Regions from separate parts of the Xenopus tropicalis genome. Here region 2 is linked to region 1. The links are chromatin contacts, called in public Hi-C maps. All regions are on one chromosome and are shown on one strand. The core of a region is the stretch at or near the end of the contact, and the rest is flanking DNA. Distances in the headings are between cores, read along the strand shown. Region 1 has its middle 16 kb from the start of lctl. Region 2 overlaps smad6 (mothers against decapentaplegic homolog 6).

Region 1 (2,869 bases), core at 50-2,549:
GTACCTCTTGCCCGGCTTTGCATGTTACCATTAAGTTGTGCATGCTTGCATTTGGGCATAGGTTCTGACACCAGCACACACAACAAATTGCATGTTGCACATAGATTTTTATTATGCATGCACATATTCAGTACTTGTTTAGGGCTCACATACAGTTTTGCACACAAAAATGTATTCCCCATAAATTAATAGATAATTTACGTAGGGCATATTGTAAAATTTCAACCACCAAGGAACTCCATGACCATATAAACAAAGGACACATGCAGGATGAGTATTATTACACAGGTTGTGGAACTGCTTTGTATGCTTCAGCCAGGGAGCTTTGCAATTAGTTTGCAAACTGCCCAGTGTGCCATTAGCTTTAGCCACCCTTTTGTGCAGGGCAATTCACACACAGCTGGCATCTGCAGTAATGGTCAGAATCTATTCAGTTAATCAGATTGTAGTACATCTTTCAACTTTTAGATTGTAAGTTCCCTCCCTCTATTGTCTCATAACAATATATAATTGTATCCTTGCATTGATGTATTGTACATACATAGATAAATGTCTTGTATTTGTATACTCCTGTTCGGTAAAGCACTGCAGTTTCCTTGTCAGACAACAAGAAACAGACTGTATTAAAGGTAGCCAGAAATGGTAAGATTCGCTCATTTAGCAGGGTCACCAAACAAGTAAATCTTTCCCCCAAGAAGCCCACATTGGATGCCGAACATCGAAGTGGATACAAAAAGTTGGAGAGAGGAATGCAATGTGGTCCTTGATCCAGCAGAAAAAAATCTATCCTCCCCGATGCACATCTGGCTAATTTTTTGGGCAGATGATGGCCGGGGAGGCCTGTGGCTGAATCAACAGCTGAAATCTGCCAGTGAATGGCCACGTTTTGGGTAAGAACCCATGAATCGGTTAAGTTGTCCGCAATAGATGTCTCCTAAAAGGCTTTCCACCGGCTCTCCGTGGCAGGACCCAAAGCGGCAGCTAAAATCTGCCGTGTATTGCCACCTTTAGAGTGAGGGCAATAATATGTTATTTATATTTTCACCCTCTAGGACTGAATGGTATGGGATCTGAGGATCAATTTTCATTCATCAAGTTTGAGCTAATGTGAATATCAGCATCAGGCATTAATAATTACTAATAACAATGTTTCTTTGAAATCCCTGAGCCTGCCCCCAAATCTGAGGGAAGTGACAAGTCTTTGTTGACATGAGGGGGTAGGGTCGGTATCCAGCGCTGGCTCCTTTCCCACACGAGGGGAGGGGGTGAGGGGCTAATGTTTCTTATCTCTGGAACATGTCTCCAGGCTACTCCCACACACTGATAACTCCAAGTCTCGGGAATTCCTCTGTCCCGCTGGAGAGGGCAACCGGGCGCCAGGCTCCGTAACCCCTTCCCTGCCGAAGATGTCCAATGCTGCTGACTTGGCCAACTTGCCTAATCCCTACACTGCTGATGATTAACCCATACACAACCACACCACTCTAACTTCAAACTTCCCAGTAGTTTTCAGACTTCTTGCTTAAAACCCCTGTTTGTGGCAAAAGTCCAACCTTCAGATGGAGTTTCTTTTCTTTTACCTCACAGCAAGGTTAAAGATATATGTTATGTGTGTGTGACATTTATATGGTGTGTGTATAAAACATGGATGTAACAGTTTATACTTCCAGATAAACCTTTACAATGTTATGTACCATACTGGGTTTTACATTGTGACCAGTTCTCTGGCAGTTAATATTAACCTATGCAAGTATGGTTGTCACCTGGCAGGTATCTGGCTAGTAATGGCAGACAGGGCCATTGGGTGTGTGTTTTATAGCTCCGTAGGAGGGAGGGGGGAAACACTCATAATAAGCCCCCCATTCAAACTGAATAGGAATCACTACCAAGCCCCAGGTCAAGTGGCAGAAGCAGCACATCAAGATATGCACCTGTCACTTAACAGGACCTGGCACTTGATGGTGATTCCAATTCATTTTTAAGGTTGGGTTGATTTTCTCCTGCTTCCAAAACACTTATGGGGGTATATAAAAGAAGTCACTAAGTTTGCCCAGGTGCAGTAACCCATTAACCACCCTCTGTTGCACCCTAGGTATGTGCCTTTTTGCCTACTCTTAGTTCTGGCCCTGCATTACCCTAAAACTGACCTTTGATGCCAAAATTGCTTTTGTATGCGGATATCGGCTACATGTGCCTGCACCCCAGCATATTCCATTCATTCGGGTGCAGGCACAGGCAAGGGGCGTTTGGCGGTATTTTCGGTTTGCCGAAAATATACGCCATACGCCTGGTCTGACATTAGCCTAAAGGTCACCATACAGGGATCCCCAACCTTTTATACCCGTGAGCCACATTCAAATGGAAAAAGTTTGGAGAGCAACACAAGCATTAAAAAAGTTCCTGGGTGTGCCAATAAGAACTTAAGTTGGCTATTTGGTAGCCCCTATGTTGACTGGTAGCCTACAGAAGGCTCTGTTTGGCAATTACACTGGGTTTTTATGCAATCAAAGCCAACGTAAGTGCTAGGCTAAGGTGGGGCTGTATGAGGGTTACTGCCATCCTAGAAATGTCCCTCATAATACATTACAACCCTACAAAGTTCTGCAATAATGGCCATTACATAACCTGTGAAATCCTTATCTCTTCCATGTTAGTAATAATTCCATATACACCCCTTTAGTGCTGGCTGCCAATCACACATCAAACCTTCATCCACTCAGCACAGAGACACAACTAATCTGCAACAGTCAGAGCTGTCAACGAGCCCCATGTGGGAGCTAATAATTCACTCCAGGCCTTTTGAGACCTTATTTAAACCAGGACTGGATCATTATCTCCTTCATGACATTTGTTTGGTTGACAGCTCTGC
Region 2 (2,796 bases), core at 55-2,554, 46 kb before region 1:
GAGAAGCTTAGTGGCTAGAAAATTATACAGGTATAGGATCTATTATCTTTAATGCTTGGGACCTGGGGTTTCCCAGATCTTCCCATAATTTGGATCTCCATACCTAGAGGGCTCAGGTACATGGGGAGATTAGTCGCCCGCGACAAATCTCCCTTGTTGCGGCCGACTAATCTCCCCGATCTGACATCCCACCGGCGAAAATGTAAGTCACCAGTGGGATGGCATACGCGCCGGTGGGATGTCATATTGGGGAGATTAGTCGCCCGCAACAAGGGAGATTTGTTGCGGGCGACTAATCTCCCCGTGTACCAGAGCCCTAAGCCTGTTGAAAATAATTTCATTAATTAAACCCAAAAGGATTGCTTTGCTATCAAATGTAGCACAATCAGAGCAGGTATGAGTATGCACAGTTAGAACATCGTTAGGGAAGACAACAGGATTAAAAAAAACTTTGGAATAATTGGTCCTTCCTCTCACAGGTATGGGGTTGCCTGTGGCTGATACAGTAAGCCCAATGCATAAGGTACACGTTTACTTGCTAAATATTTGTATGATCACTGCTACTAATATCAATGGTCTTGCCTAAGCTGCCTCTGTCAGGCTGCCCATAGAACTTCTCTTATAAAACTCCAGTAGCACTCATTGTGTTATAATCTCCTTGCAAGAAACCTGAACTGGAGGGCCTGGGAGAGAATTAACCAGAAATATTTTTTTAGGTGTTCTGACATTCTTAAGCAAAAAAAGTGATGCTTTTATACAGCAGATCTATCATTCAGAACTCCTTCGGCTTCTGGGGTTTGCCACTAATACAAATAATTTGCTATACCAAAATGTAGTCTCACGTATATTGTTGTACCACTTTACACTGGATAAAGAGACACAGAACACTACCATATATTCTCTACTTCTGATACACAGTAGTGTTGACTTCTGCATTCACACAGCAGTGTGAGCACTTCACAATAATCCCTCATCCCCATGATTTGAGGAACAATTGTAGAGACATGATGCTGCCCTATGTAAATCAAGAAAGAAGCTTTACATAAGTAAAGGAGAACAAACCCCTAAGTTGAGGAGAAAGCTGTGCTTAAGAAGAACAAACTCCTACATTTTTTGTTGATGAAGTCGTTTACTGCTGAACTTTACTTTTTCCAGCTTTTCCAAATGACTCTTTTTGCATTATTAAGTGTTTAAGACTTCCTGCCTCCCCCCCTTTACTTTGCCATCAAAGTGTTCTAGCTCAGCCCACTGCTTAAGAATCTGAATTCCTGGGATGTAATCTAAACTAACAAACAAGGGGGTAAAAGTGCCTAACCATGAACGTGTCAGTCATCAGACTGAGTTAGAGCAGAGGAGAAAACACTGGTCTGGGCAATGTACCACTGTGACACTTCCATGGGAAGGCGCTTGTGCCTCCTGTGTATTCCTTTATATCACAATCCAGAGACAAAACAGCAGCCCAAACCCCAAAAAAAAAAATAAACAGTACCCAACTGTACATAATATAGACCATTTAAAAGGGGGAAACAACGTATTTATATGCTCCCAAAGGAAAAACACTCATGCCACAGTCAGACTATAAATGTATAGATGACTGACTATATATAAAATTCTGTACATGACTGCATTAGCAATAATGCCTAACAAATATTCCCTCTATAGCAAATCTATTCTGATACTAACCCTTATATGCCAGTTTATTGATGCATTTGATAAAAGCTCAAGGTAAACATTTATTAGGCTTAATAGTGTCTCCTAACTGTGTAAATAAGGATAAGGGAAAATCTAGACACAGACTGTACTGAAAGAAGCAGAGAGCAAATTCCTGCTGCTAAAGGCATATAAAAGGGGGAGGATTTAGGAGTTCTTCCCCTGACTGATCAACTTCAATGATATTATTTCAGCCCAGTATACACAGAGATTCCCCTCCTTGCTGGGTCAGGATCCTGCGGTCTGGGCTTAGCAGAGCTTTGGTTTAGAAGTAGGATAAAAGCAGGATGTTTGGCTGAGGTCTCCCTGCCCTCAAATAAACATCCCAAACACAGGCCAGGCAGTGTGGAAAGGCTGACTCCTTTCTGCATTGCTCCCATATCTCCCTGAATGGCCCCAGCTGAGAGAAGTGCTCATCTGAAAGGAAATCTAGGAGCAGAGGGAGATGGAGCTGTAATTATTGTGGGGAAGAGAGAGAAGGGGCAGGAATGTACAGATGAGGCCATGCCGATGACAAGGGTGTAAACCTTAAGGCAGAGGCAACATGAGAGAATTTCACCAGCGCTAGAAATATGCGCTAGAAATGGGCAGATAATCAGAGAAAGGCAGCTTGTATACGGGTGCTAAAACTAGTATTCTAGAACTTTAGAATCCTGCAATACTGGCATAGAGGGTGACCCTGACATAGCTAGCTCCTTACTGACATTACTCCTAGCTCCTTACTGTGACATTATACAGAACAACTGGGGATGATCTAGTTGCTCACATGGGCCCCAGATTAAAGGCAATGCCGTACAATGGGTCCTATAGCCCGAGAATTAAAACAGAAATGTAATTAAGAGGATCAGAGATCATGTGACACAAAAGAGCCAGAATAAGAGGGCTATTTTGCAATGAAGTTTGCTTGCGAGTGCCACAAACACAACCCTAGCCATTACCTAGAATCTGATCTAAGACAATTTCTTGCATTTATCCTGAGGTGGGGTGCAGTGTCTAGAAAATGCCACGTGTACCATTGCCTTAGGGCTCTACGGCTGCAAAGCAAGGAAGATTACAGCCTCTTGTACAAAGGCAGACATAGGATTC

What was found. A called contact is a pair of places that touch in the nucleus more often than the background predicts.
Region 2: a Hi-C map of gastrula embryo shows a contact between it and region 1, with 2.3 times the contacts expected there. The contact joins two enhancer-like sites. A contact is called at or near these places in 5 of 5 Hi-C or Micro-C datasets (brain, gastrula embryo, liver and 2 more).

Annotation. Positions count from the first base shown.
Region 1 is chr3:117,243,926-117,246,794 of UCB_Xtro_10.0, reverse strand. No RefSeq gene overlaps it. Among named protein-coding and RNA genes, the nearest start is that of lctl, 16 kb to the right of the region's middle. Within about 2 kb of position 1,299, at least 4 of the 11 cell types and tissues checked have an H3K27ac peak or open chromatin away from gene starts, as enhancers often do. A contact at or near this core is called in gastrula embryo, where this site is marked.
Region 2 is chr3:117,289,884-117,292,679 of UCB_Xtro_10.0, reverse strand. All of the region lies in intron 2 of smad6 (mothers against decapentaplegic homolog 6), which reads right to left. Among named protein-coding and RNA genes, the nearest start is that of smad6, 28 kb to the right of the region's middle. Within about 2 kb of position 1,304, at least 5 of the 11 cell types and tissues checked have an H3K27ac peak or open chromatin away from gene starts, as enhancers often do. A contact at or near this core is called in gastrula embryo, where this site is marked.